Regions from separate parts of the Mus musculus genome. Here all the other regions are linked to region 1. A link is a contact called in public Hi-C data. All regions are on one chromosome and are shown on one strand. Each heading gives the region's core, a stretch centred on a gene start, on an enhancer-like site or on the middle of the called end of the contact. The rest is flanking DNA. Distances are from core to core; before and after follow the strand shown.

Region 1 (4,392 bases), core at 1,213-3,712:
ATGATGTTAATTAAAGGTGGTTCTATTATGAAGAGATGCATTAGGCATCCTGTAATCAGCCCACAATAACGCAGGAGGAAGCCTGGGGTTCCTGTGAGTACAATAACCGTGCAGGCTTCCCAGGGGCTCCTCACAGCCTGCACTTAGAGAATGAGATATTATTCCATATGTGTGGACTTGCAAACCATTACAAATGAGTGAAAATTTTAAATTAATACACCGGGCCACAGTGAAGGTTAAACTCGGCCCTGGGTCAAGGAATCTATGAGAACTGAGACAGACTCTTACCATGAGGAAAATTCTAGAATGGAAAGGAAGCAGTAGTTATAGTAGCCATGCCCTGGGGTCATCTTTCAACTAGCTCACCTGGGGTTTGCACCTTCAGGGGAGAACACAAACTCACTTAGCTGTGTTGACCCAACTTCCACCCTGGTCATCTGGAGAGGTCACCGTCATGGAAGCCTATGCTGCCCCCCCCCAATCCTTAAACTGTCTTAGCATGGCATCCTGTGCCCTGGGGTGTGAACAGGACTCTCCCTCCTTCTGCCCACGCTGGAGGGTGCACTGAGTTCTGGAACTGTGTTCCCGCCAGGTCTGCAGGTTCGACTCTTTGCTGTTCTTCTACAGCCTCCGTGGTGTTTCTTCTGACTGGCTCACTCAGCTTTAAACACCAGGGGGAGCATGGTGTGGTGGCTCAGGCCTGTGTTCAGAGGCAGAGGCAAGTGGATCACCTCACGACCTAGAACAGCCTGGTTATGGAGTGTGAGTTCCAGGCCAGCCTGGGCTATAATGCCAGCCAGATTGGAAAAACAAACAAACAAACAAACAAACAAACAGTGGGCGTCACCTCCTCCAGGAAGCCTTTCTACATTATTCATCCCATTTTGTTTCTATTTTATTTTATTATTTTTGTTTTGTTTGTTTTTTTGTTTTCCTATAATCAGTCCACCTGGCCAATCTCAGAGAAGTTCACTGACTGAGTTCAAGACATTTACTGCGTGCTTCTTTGGAGCCAGCTGTCGGTTGACAGCAGCTCAGTGGATCTTGGCTGGACACATGTGTCCTGAGTTTCCCGTGGCTTCCGGCTGACCCTGGCTGCAAGGAGTGACCTAAGCTACAGCGGCTGACCTTGGCAGAGGTGACAGCATTCCTTGGCTCTATTCCTAGTGTCTCTTGTCCTCCAAAAGTCTGGACTAGGCATGTCCTCGCAGTGGTGGTTGTGACACAGGAGCCAGCCAGCCTGCCAGCCACACGGTGGCTTCACATCTGCTCTCTGTTCAAGCCTTGCAGGGAGCCCTGTGGCCTCAGTCAAGGCTGAAACCAGCCATCTTCCCACTGAGAAGCTGGACAGCAGAGTCCAGATGTGGAGGAAGGTGAGGACAGTCCTTGTGGCACTCAGCTAGATGAGTCCAAAACGTGGTGACATTTTAAGGGGCTTTATTGCCTTATTGTGGGCATTCAGGAAACCCTGTATGTACTTAACATACCAGACAGTTGAGTTTGACAAATGTCTGAAATCAGCATAGCTACATGGATAATAAATGTACCTAAACCACCTCCATTCAGTCTCTCTCCTCCCCCCCCCCCCTTCCTTCTCAACCTCTGGGCAGTTTGCTTTCCAGGGGGTAAAGAGGTGTGCACCGTGGCTTTATTTTGCATGTTAAAAAAATGGCTACAGATGTTGAATGTCTCTTGTCACCATCTTTCTTCCTTGCAGAAGTGTGTACTCAGAGAAAAGCCTTTACAGCCAACTTTTTAAAAAATTATTGTTGTCTTTAGAGGGCTCTTTGTATATTTTGGAGATTTAACATATGTAATTTATTAAATATGTACTTATTTTCTCCTAGGCTGTGGCTTGTCCTAGGTGAGGTTTTAAAACGCGCGGATTGACCCCTACCCTACCCCGTATCAGTAGTTATCAAGGGTGTCTCTGAGTGGCCAGTGCAGGCAGGAAGAGAGGCTGCTCCATTCTCCATAAGAACAAAGAAATGGCCAAAAATAACAAGACAGGCAACTTGAGAAGCCGCATTGAATCCATCTCCCTGTCGCGTGTGACCCTGATTTTATAGGGTTTTCTAGGAATCAAAGTCACAGTAGGGGTGTGAGTGGCGGGTGGGAAAGGAAATGGGTCCAGAAACTCCCCGCAAGCCCCACTGCCTCGTAGACCGGTCTTTGCTGGTCCAATGTCGCCCTCTAATGGCTACAGTCCCCAGCCAGCCTCGGCGCTCAATCCCTCTGGGCTCCACCAGGCACCGGAGGAGAAAGAAATGGCAGAGTCCACTTCAGTTCCAAACTTTCGAAGAATGATAGTATTTCCTTCACTGAGAAAATCTCTCGGTGGAAATGAATTGAAGCAAGAAAGCTCCAGGAGAGTCTGCTGCTGCATGCCTCGCACTGCACTCGTCCAAATGCAGCGGCTCAGAACAGACTCCAGCGCAGCGCTGCGGGGTCCACCCTGCAGTGTGTCAGCAGCAGGGCTCAGCCTGGAGCGCTGGGCACTGTACAGTGTGGCTTCGCATTCACGTGCTTGGGATTTCGGGATAGCTGGCCTCCGGCGCTTGGGGCTTGTTATTAAGCAGAATGTTCACCTGCGCACCTCAAACCCACTCCTGTCTGGCCATCCGCAAGCCCTGTATTTTCATCTGTGTCTGTCACCCAAGCCCAGCCAGCCCCCTTCATCGCCTTTGGAACCACAAAGAGGAGGCCACCCTGCTTCCCGCCTTCCAGAAGCGAGGGTGTGGTGCAGGAATCACAGCGTGGGAGTAGACAGATGTCTTAGCTGCCGAGATCCCTGCCTGGCATCTTCCTCAATCGGTCCTGCTTCTTGCTGCTAGGATATGACTTGAGCATGCTCACCTCAGATCTCTCTATCATCTCTTAAACATCAGTGTGCCCCACTTCCAGAGCTGTTTTCGGGGATACCCCCATGTCCTGCAGCTGAGCATTTCATCTGTGTTCACCTCAGCACATGCCTGACCCCAGGAAGCAGCTTGATGCACTCCCGGACACCTCCAACCGACCGACCTTAGACAGCTGTGACCCCACGTGGCTCAGGAGCTCAGCCCAAAGGCCACCGGTCCAGTCCCTGAAGACCTTAAAGCAAGCACATTGATTGTTCTGTGCCTCGGTTTCCCCATTTATGAACTCTTCCTATTGGCTTCTGGGTCGTGGCGGGCAGGGGAGTGTCTTGGGTGGGTGGAGCTTTTAGTCATAGAGTTCCCCTGCTGGGACTGTTCTTTGGAAACTGGAACTCGAAAATGAGGGACAGAATAAAGTCACCGCACCTGCTCGGGTGCACATTTTATTGAACAGCTACTCTGTGCTGGGCTCTTGGCTAACACTAGGGACATAGTGCCAGTCAAGCCAGAGGCTGTTTCTGCTTCCAGGAAACTCACACAGCCTAGGGCCTAAGACAAACAATAAACAAGTAAGTAATGAATTAATGGGGGCACAGACAAGAGAAGCAGACAGCCTTCCCGTGGGGGGTACAAAAGCTAAGTCCTCTAGACAAAGCAAGGCCTCTCATGGGAAGAAGGAACATCAGGCTAAGAGACCAGCATGCTCGGGAGCCTGGAAGTGAGAGGAACCATGGCTCACAGGGAGACCTGCAGGGAGAGCCTGGGGCCAGGAGAGTGCCAAAACCTAAGGTAAAGCTACAGCGGGTGGATGTGGTTGGGTAACACAGGGCCTTCAAAGACCCATCAGGTGCCTGGGCTCCATTCAAAGAGTAGATGCTTGCTTGGCATGCGGGGACAAAATGCTGGATAACCCTGGCTGGGGGCAGCAGTGCAAAAACACTTAGGCAAAACATTGGCCTTCCCAGTAGTCACATGATCACTGCATCCATTGCCAATCTGAGGACTCAAGGGAGGCTATCATCTCCCACCCACACTGAGGCCCGCAGACACACCAGAGAGACTCGCTCTGAAATCCCAGCCAATCAGACCCCACGTGTACACTCTGCTGTGAAGATGTGAAAGGGGCTTTCTTTTCAAAAATTAAATTAAAATTTATGTATGTGGGCATTTTGCCAGCCTGAATGTCTCTATACCGTGTGTGTGTGTGTGTGTGTGTGTGTGTGTGTGTGTGTGTGTGTGTTGTGTTAACCGCAGAAGCCAACAGAGGGCGTCAGATCCCTGGAACTGGAGTTACAGACAGCATGTGGGAGCAGCCATGTGGGTGCTGGGAATTGAACCAGATACAAGAGCCACAAGTGCTCTTAACTACAGAGCCATCTCTCCAGAGTGAGAGGCTTTCTTTTAAGGACAAAGTTTATTCATTTGTTTCGTGTCATGGGGAGGTGGGTGTGTGCTCCATGGTGCACTGTGGAGGTCAGAGGACAACTTGGGCTAGTTCTCCCCATCACCACGTGTGTCCTGGGGTTCAAACTTT
Region 2 (4,392 bases), core at 1,184-3,683, 250 kb before region 1:
TGAGCCTATGGCTTTTGTTCCCCTGAGAATCTCGGGCCACTCATCTGGGCTGGCATGAAGCCCCTACTATGTGATCCAATAGGCATTGTCAATGGAGTTCTTGCTGTTATTGGAGGCTGCAGAGAAGCTAAACCAAGCCACCAGGAGCCCTGGGAAGGAGGCCCGAGCATGGGAGGAAGGAAGTTCTATATATCTGCAACTAAGTTCAGAATCTTCAAATCTAAAACTTGGAGTTACATAATGATAGGCCTGGAGCTGGGCTGGTCTCCAGAGGAAGCTGGCTGCCTTCTCCTGTGGCTCTCCTGCTCTTCCCGGGCTCCTCACCTGCTCTTCTTACTTATAACTCACAGTCTGTGTGTATATGTATGTATACACGTGTGTATATGTGTGTATGTATGTGTATGCATGAGTGTATGTATACATGTGTGTGTATATATACCTGTGTGTACATGTGTATATGCATTTGTGTGCATGTATACATGTGCATATATATGTGTGCATATGTATGTACATATATGTTTATATATACACCTGTATGTACATATATATGTGTATATGTATATATGTGTATGCATATGTGTGTGCGTGTGTGTGTGTGTGTGTGTGTGTGTGTGTGTGTGTGTGTACAAAGGCACATTTTGTAAGTGCCAGTGGAAACCCTGGTGTCTTCTTCAGTCACTCTGCACTTTTTTTTTTTTTTTACTTATTCACTTTACATCCTGCTCACTGTCCTCTCCCAGGCACCCCTTCCCACAATCTTTCCCCTTCTCCCCCTCCCTTCTTCTCTGAGTGCGTGGGGGTCCCCTGGGTATCCTCCCACCCTGGCACTTCAAGTTTCTGCAAGACTAAGTGCATCCTCTCCCATTGAGCCAGACAAGGCAGCTGGAAGAATATATCCCATTTATAGGCAACAACTTTTGGGATAACCCTGGCTCCAGTTGTTCAGATCCCACATGGAGACCAAGCTGCACATCTGCTACATATGTGCGGGGAGGCCTAGGTCCAGCCCGTGTTTGTTCTTTGGTTGGTGGTCAGACTCTGAGAATCCCAAGGATCCAGGTTAGTTGTCTCTGCTGGTCTTCCTATGGAGTTCCTACCTCCTTTGGGGCCCACAATCCTTCCTCTGATTCTTCCATAAGAGTCCCCAAGCTCCATCCACTGCTTGGCTGTGGGTGTCTGCATCTGTCTGAGTCATCTGCTGGATGAAGCCTCTCAGAGGACAGCCATGGTCCTGTCTGCAAGCATAACAGAGCATCATTAACAGTGCCAGGGATTGGTGCTTGCCCATGGGATGGGTCTGTGGTTGGGCCTGCTATTAGATGGCTATCCCCTCAGTCTCTCTGTACTTTATACTTTGATTCAGGATCTCTCACTGGCCCGGAGCCCACAGATTCAGCTAGATCAACCAGCATGTGCCTCTACATTCAGGCTTCCCTTGGCTTCTGTGGATGGATTTCAGGTTCTCCTACTGGAGAGCGTGCACTTTCCTGATTGGACCACCCCAACCTCAAACAAGGCCTTTTGCTTCCCCACCAGGGAATTGAACTCTAGTCTCCCACCTGACAAGCTGGGATGCTCAAAACTGCACGAATGAAGAAAATCTCCATGATTACACATATGCTCAACTCTGCGTGCACTGGTAAGCTTCTTGAAGTACTTCTGTAGCTGGAGGTGTCAGGTGACCCTCAGCTTCCCACAGAGCTGTACTGAGGAAGGGTTAGGGACAGAGTGGGGAAAAATACCTGTCACACCCCTAACTCCACTGCACTGTGTGGCAAGGGGGGTTCCATGCCTAAAACTGCCTTCTGGGAACTCTCTTGGGTGGGGAATCCCACAGAGGGAGTGAAGCAGGTTCTAGACGTCCCAACTTGCTGTAGGACATGGTGAAATTTCTATACCTCAGAGCCTCAGTTTTCCCACTTAAACAGTGAGGTAACTGATGTAGCTTGGTGCTCCCGAATGCCAGCCGGTAGAGCTTTTCTTTCATTGATGAGAGGGAACGGCAGGGATGAGAGTCACTTTCCCTTCATGTCTTGATTTCTTTAACTACGTCAGTGACAGGATACTAGGACAAAAGCAACCAAGCAAGAAAGGGCCTACCTGTTAGTACTGGTTTGAATAAGATGTCCTCCACAGAGTTTGGGGAAGCTTAGGAGGTGTGGCCTTGTTGGAAGTAGTAAGTAATTAGGGGCAGGCTCCAAGAGTTTATGCCCCCCGCCTCCAGCTTGTGTTCTCTGCTTCCTGCTCTTGGTTTGGATGTGAGGCCCTGCTTCCAGCTCCAGCTGCCACATCTCTGCTCCCGTCATCATCGACTCATCTCTCTGGAATCATAAGCCTTGAAAATGATGTTACATCACAGCGACAGACAGTAACTAATGCACAGCTCCAAGGAACAATCTGTCACCATGGGGGAAGTCAAGGCAGCAGAGGTCCAAGCAGCTGGTGACATCGCATCCACAATCAGGCAGCAGGGGAATGAGTACATGTGGCTGCCTACTAACTTTCTCCATTTATGCAGTCCAGGATCCCACCCACGGTTAAGACGTTATCTTCCCAGATCAATTAATATAAGCAAGGTGTGCCAGAGGCCTGTCTCTCAGCTGATTCTAGACCCTGTCTCAGTTACCACCACATTTAATAGACAGATGTCTTTCCCCTGGATACCTGCAAGAGCTTGCTTCCAGGGTCCTCCACAGGCACTGAGATCTTGGGGTGCACAGGGAAGGAGGACCTGGCGAGGGAGGAAGGGAATTCCATGTATCTTGAGCTAGGTCTAGATGTTTTCAGATCTGAAACTTCAAGGAATGCAGTGACAGGTCTGTAGCTGGGCTAGCCTCCAGATCTGTAGCTGGGCTAGCCTCCAGAGTCTCCCACAGCTTTTCTTATTCTTGGATGAGGGACTCGTGAGGATGGAGGCTGATGGTATATAATATAGCACTTTACAAAGACGGGACATCAGGCAGTGAAGAGAGATGGGGAACAAATGAAGTGCACCCACAGCTGCCCTGGCATGCAGCCCAAAATTTCCAGTCCATGGGGCTGGGAAGAACACTGCTCTCCAAGCCCAGCAAGGCCTGGAGGTCGGCTGACAAAGCTGACATTTCAGGAGACCAAGATATCTGGAATCCTCAGCCCACAGCACCAGAGAAGAGCGCTGTGTGGAGACAGAACTCTGAATCCGTGGAAGGGAAAGATGAACCAGACTGCTCCTGTCTCAAGTATGAAATTCTTAAGGCAGAGCTTCAGTAGAGCTGAGTGCTTCCAAGGAGCTTAGCTGTGTCCCAGAACGGAGCCCGCAAATAGGCAGCTAGCAAAACAAAACACCCAACACTCAACAAGGTAAAATTCATCATCTCTGGTGACGACGGCTGGAGAGGCTGGTGCAGCTGATCAGGGATAGCCGGTTTCAGAGCAAACAGTATCATCTGAGGTAGGGAGGACTATGATGCCAATGTGTCCAGGGATATCACAATCCTGCCTGTACACATATCCCAGTGACCTAAGACCTGAGAGAAGAAATACACAAAACCACACTTACCACAGGAGATGGGAACACCCCTCCCTCAGTCACCGGTGGAACAAGTGAGAGGGAAGCCCTGCAACCGAGATGTTGCTGTCTTAAAATACCCGAACAGAGCATCTTACAGGAGAAAGGGCCTATGTTGACTTACAGTTCAATACAGACAGACCACCATGGCAGAGATGCCAAGACATCAGGAACCTGAAGCAAATCGTTAGATGTGCTAATATTGACCTGCACAGATCATTAGAAGTGCTTCTGTAAGCAATGTAATCTACCTGTCTGTCTGTATACCTGTCTGTCCATCCATCTATCCATCTATATATCTATCCATTCATCTGTGTATGATAGCCACATAGCATCCATCACCAGGAACAGAGAGCAATGTATGCATGTCAGAACCCTTCTATGCAATCCAGAATCCTAGCCAGGGAATGACTCCACCCATAGTGGGCAGGTCTTCCCATCTCTCTTAAGGTAACCAAGATAACGCCCTACATAAAAAGTCCAAACTTTTCTCTCCCAGATGATTCTAGCTTCTGCCAAGGCAGCAGTTAACACTGACCATTGCAAATATCATACAGGATGAAGGAGGCTCAGCCCTCAGCACCATCAGTTTGACATTTATGGAACATTCCTCTCAGTGGCAGAGCTCAGTGTAGACAAGATGGACCATATCTCAACGAGTCTAAAAAAAGTCAACTTGGAGAAAGGATCTGACTATGGCAGAATGGAATTATAAATCACTAAGAGAAAGATCTCTAAAAAAACAAATTTCAACATGTTTAGAAACTTAAGCAGCAGGCGTCTAAATTACCCATGTGTTACTGAGTAAATCAAAGGGGGAATTAAAAAGTATTTCCAACAGAAAG
Region 3 (4,392 bases), core at 658-3,157, 210 kb after region 1:
AAAGCACTCATCAAATCAACCTAATGATCTGAGCCCACATCCCCGGAACCCAGGGGATGGGGATGTAACAGCCAGACATGGTTTGTAAATGTCTGTGATCCCAGCATGCCTATAGGAGTTGGGGGCTGGGAGGGAGAAGGCCAGAGGTGCAGGTCCTGCTAGCTGGCTCTCTGTAGCAAGTAGGTCCTGTCTCAGATGAGGTACAAAGGTGCAGACTGATATCCAAAGGTTGTTCTCTGACCTCCACACCTGCACCATGCACACAACCACCCACATTTACACACACACACACACACACACACACACACACACACACACACAACTGAGTCCCATAATTTACATTCATGAAAGCAGTTCTGCTTAAGCGAGCCTCTTTCAGCTCAGACTCAGTAGCACTAAGCACTACTGTTTTGGTTTTAGGGTGATTTGATCTTCCCTCCCTTCCTCCTCCCTCCTTCCCTCTCTCCTACCTTCCCCCCCCCCCCCCCCCCCCCCCCGTCCCTCCTGGTGGCTGCAACTGAGTGGCTCTCTCTAAACCTCCCTGATGCCAGGTTGTTCTTCTGTAAGACAGGAACATGGCACCCTTAAAGGTTCTATCTGGTGCCCAAATATGTCCCTGGTTCTCAGGATCGGGTCCAGCCCACAGTGGGTACACTAGGGATATTTGAATTAACTAATTAGCAAGTGAATGAAAGCCTAACTGAATAAGTGAATGAATGAATGAGCGAGTGAATGAGTGAATGAATTAATATATGAATGAATTAGTGAATAAGTAGATGAGTGAATGGATGAATAAGTGAATGAATGTGTGAATGAGTGAGTGAGTGAGTGAGTGAGTGAGTGAGTGAGTGAGTGAGTGAGTGAGTGAATTCAGCAACTCTCCGTGCTCATGCAGCAGGAGAAGTACTCAGATGTTAAGACCCTAGGAGGAATCTGAGTTAAAACACAAAAAAACCTGACAGCATCAGAAGGGAGGCTATTGGGAAGGGAAGGGAACGGCCCAAAAGGACAAGACAGGGTGATGCAGGAGAGTGATGTGACCACAGGGTATGATGTACATACATCGACATCTCAAGGAAACATTATTTTGTGCAATTAATCCAAGTTAGATTATTAAAAAAGGAAAATGCTATGAACTATCAGCTCTAAGACTCGGAGGAGCTGGAGAGATGGCTCAGCACTTAAGAGCACCAGCTGCTTTTCCAGAGGACTGGGGTTCGAGTCCCAGCACCTACCTGGTGGCTCACAGCCATCTGTGAGGAACTCCAGCTCTGGGGAATCTGCAGACAAAACACCCAAGCACATAAAACAAACAAATATGTTTTTTAAAGAAGTAGGGGCTAAGACTCCAGGGCTTGTCCTGGACAAGGCTCTCAGCTTTGTTCAGCTTCCCACTGCTGCATCCTTCCCAGGATGCCTTCTGTCTATACTATACTATCTTTACATTCCTCCTCCATGCTGATCAAGTTACTACTGATGTGGTGAAACACCATGACCAAAAAGTAAGCTGGGGAGAAAAGGATTTATCAGGCTTACACTTTATAATAATCCCCCTCACAGAAAGTCAAGAGAGAAACCTAAACAGACAGGAGAGGCAGGAGCTGATGTAGAGGTCTGCGGTGTGATGCTTACCGGCTTGTTCTCACGACTTGCTTAGCCTGCTTATAGAACCCAGGACCACCAGCCCAGGGATGGGCCTGCCACACTCACATCAACTATCAAAAAAATGCCCTCCAGGCTTGCCTGAAGCCCAATCTTGTGAAGGCATTTTCTCAATTGTGGTTCCTTCCCTCTCAGATGACTCTAGCCAGTGGAGTTGCCAGCACACACTCTTTCAACATGCCAGAGAGCAGGGACATACATTGCCTTTCTGTTGCTAGATGCTGAAAAACACCACTCACTGCCTCTGAGCTGTTCACACCCCTGCCCACTCCTTTGGGCACACCCCCAGCTAGATGCCACTCACCTTCCTCCCTTCCATCACCCTCTGGAATTACCACCCATCCGTGTCGCCACCACCAGAATAGAAGCTTCATGGGAGATGGTGATTTCTCATGTTTGGCGTCCCATGTCACAGGAACCTCGCAGATGAGTGTTCACGCCCCCCCCCCCCCGAGCTCCATGCTCAGACTTAAGGGGAGCCCATCAACGCTGTGAAAGTTTGTCCCTGAATCACACTGACTTTTAAATGCCTGAACGTGGCATTTCCCTAAGTGGGATCAGATGGCACCTCCTTCGGGAGGCGTTAACAGTTGGCAGCGTCTTGCAGACAGATGACATGGGTCTGATTTTCTTCAAGTGCCTTCGACAATGTCATCTCTGGGTGTGGAGACTTCAGGTTTCAGCTGAGACTAAGACCTTTGTCTCAGGCCCCCTTCAGGCCTGTCAACAAAGGCCACTGTCCCTGTCCTGTGTGCAAACCCACACCGTCCCCCTCCCTTCTCTGAGCTGCTCTCACTGTAGGATTCTGACCAAACGCTGGGACCCCAGTGTCTAAAAGCAGGCCAGCATCAGCAAGAACTGCAAAGTCAGGTCCTGAGCTCTGTGACCCCAGCTCACCATGTGACCTTGGTCAGGTGTGTCCTCTCTTTCAGTTTCCCCAACGACCCTGCTGCTCCCTCCACCTAGAATTCCATTCCCCGACAGCAAACGGGGTCCAATGCTCTCCACCTGTGCTACCCAGCAGGTGATGGGGTTTCGAATTAAATCAGCAGTTTCTAAAGTGCCTCATCTCTCCAGGAGAGAAAATGTCAGCCTAGCCAGCACACAAAACCACTGTAATCAGAAAGCAAAAGTCAGGGTCTCACACACCTCTCTGCCGGCTGACCGCAGGAGTGTCACACTGCCTGGTGTGACTAACCTAGGCTTTGCTGGTAAGATGACAAAGGAAATGTGTCCCCTTCTCTGAAAGGAGGTTCACGAATAACAAGTCATAGGGAGGAAAAACGGCTGGATGTCAGGGCATGGAGGCTGTGGACCAGCAAGGAGGCCAGCCCACGATGCCTGAGGTGGCTGTGGGAATGGGTAGCTGCTTCATTTGGCTTGCAAATTGTCGTGGCAGCTGCCATCCTCTCAGGCTTCCGGGTACAGCTGAGACCTGAGGCTCTCTGTGGAGTGCCACACCTGAGCCTCAGAGCAGGGCACGGTCCCCACCCCCTCTCCAGTTCCTAGTAGGGACACTGACTAGGAGACTTTGAGAAGCCTGTGTACAGCTCAGCTCATTGGATGCCTACTGTGCGCTGGGCCCCAGGAATATCTGTTCTCCCAACGACCTTCATTGGTGGTAATTTAGTTTCTACAGCTTTATGTATAAATAATTTTCAACCACTGTGCATATGTAACTGTAAAGTTATATAACACTGACATGCACAGCCACCCACAAAATACCATTACACTCTAACTAACAAAACCAGCTGCCCGTCACTTCCAAATCCTCCTCAGGTCCCTTAGCAACTTCTGCTTGTCTCATCTCCTCGCATTGATCCACTGTCACCACAAATCAGTTTATGTTTTGTATCAACAGACTCTTTCGGCACAATTATTGTGAGACTTGTCTGTGACAGAGCACATGTGAATGGCCTTCCCCTGAAGTGACAAGTAGGATCCCCCACCCCTGCCCCAGATGTGGATTCTAAAAGTCCTTCTGTCCAGTCACCTCAGGTCAGACATCTGTACTGCATCCAGTCTGGGTGATTACAGATAAAGTCACTGTGAACATTCATGAGTGGCTCTTGGCATAGATTTCCTGTTCCTTGGATTTTTTTTTAGGGGTGGAGTTCCTACAGCACCTGGTAGCTTGGAATTGTCAAGAAACTTTGGAATGGTTTTCTGACACCAGTCACACACACATGATTGGCCGGAGGGCTTTATCTCTGCCTTCTTCTCGATTTTCCTTTATTGTGAATCAAAGTCTCGTTAAATTAGTCAGGCTGGCATCAAACTTAAAACCTTCCTGTCTCGGCCCATCAGTTGAGGTTACAGGCCTACGTCACAGAGCCTCTTTACTGTCTCCCCAGGTGAGTGTATTGCTCCCATTCTCACTAGTACAATAGAAGCCACAAACCCTGAGGCTATCTTTAGCCCACATACGACACAGTCCACCTTGGCGCCCAGTGGGTCTACAGGTCTATCTCCAGCACTCTTCACTTGTATTTCTGAGTATGGGGGAAGCCTGCTATCTTTTCAGTTATCTGTCATGTTTTCTGTGAAATGCTTCTTCAGACAGTCTGTCGTTTTCTATCAGGTAACTACGTTTTGTTCTAATTTTATTTCTGTCACTGTGGTAAAAAAAAAAAAAAAGACCTTGACCAAATAAATTTAGGGGACAAAGGGTTTATTTAGTTCCCAATTCCAGGTGACAGTCCATCGAGGAAGGAACAGGAGGAGTTGCAG

Evidence for each region. A called contact is a pair of places that touch in the nucleus more often than the background predicts.
Region 2: a contact with region 1 is called in a Hi-C map of cerebral cortex, with 4 times the contacts expected there. The contact joins two enhancer-like sites. A contact is called at or near these places in 5 of 484 Hi-C or Micro-C datasets (the N1E-115 cell line, cerebral cortex, olfactory sensory neurons and 1 more), 4 of 115 datasets of contacts at active chromatin or transcription factors (SST interneurons, embryonic basal ganglia, forebrain and 1 more) and 1 of 9 other capture datasets (embryonic stem cells).
Region 3: a Hi-C map of cerebral cortex shows a contact between it and region 1, with 1.7 times the contacts expected there. The contact joins two enhancer-like sites. A contact is called at or near these places in 3 of 484 Hi-C or Micro-C datasets (cerebral cortex and embryonic stem cells), 1 of 115 datasets of contacts at active chromatin or transcription factors (embryonic stem cells) and 1 of 9 other capture datasets (embryonic stem cells).

Annotation. Positions count from the first base shown.
Region 1 is chr4:131,251,176-131,255,567 of GRCm38.p6, reverse strand. No RefSeq gene overlaps it. Among named protein-coding and RNA genes, the nearest start is that of Gm25261, 14 kb to the right of the region's middle. Within about 2 kb of position 2,462, at least 55 of the 459 cell types and tissues checked have an H3K27ac peak or open chromatin away from gene starts, as enhancers often do. A contact at or near this core is called in cerebral cortex, where this site is marked.
Region 2 is chr4:131,499,927-131,504,318 of GRCm38.p6, reverse strand. It overlaps Gm831 (a long non-coding RNA gene), which reads right to left. Exons shown (of 3, transcript XR_001784457.2): 3 at 1,262-3,506. Among named protein-coding and RNA genes, the nearest start is that of Gm831, 11 kb to the right of the region's middle. Within about 2 kb of position 2,433, at least 4 of the 459 cell types and tissues checked have an H3K27ac peak or open chromatin away from gene starts, as enhancers often do. A contact at or near this core is called in cerebral cortex, where this site is marked.
Region 3 is chr4:131,044,981-131,049,372 of GRCm38.p6, reverse strand. No RefSeq gene overlaps it. Among named protein-coding and RNA genes, the nearest start is that of Gm42317, 18 kb to the left of the region's middle. Within about 2 kb of position 1,907, at least 7 of the 459 cell types and tissues checked have an H3K27ac peak or open chromatin away from gene starts, as enhancers often do. A contact at or near this core is called in cerebral cortex, where this site is marked.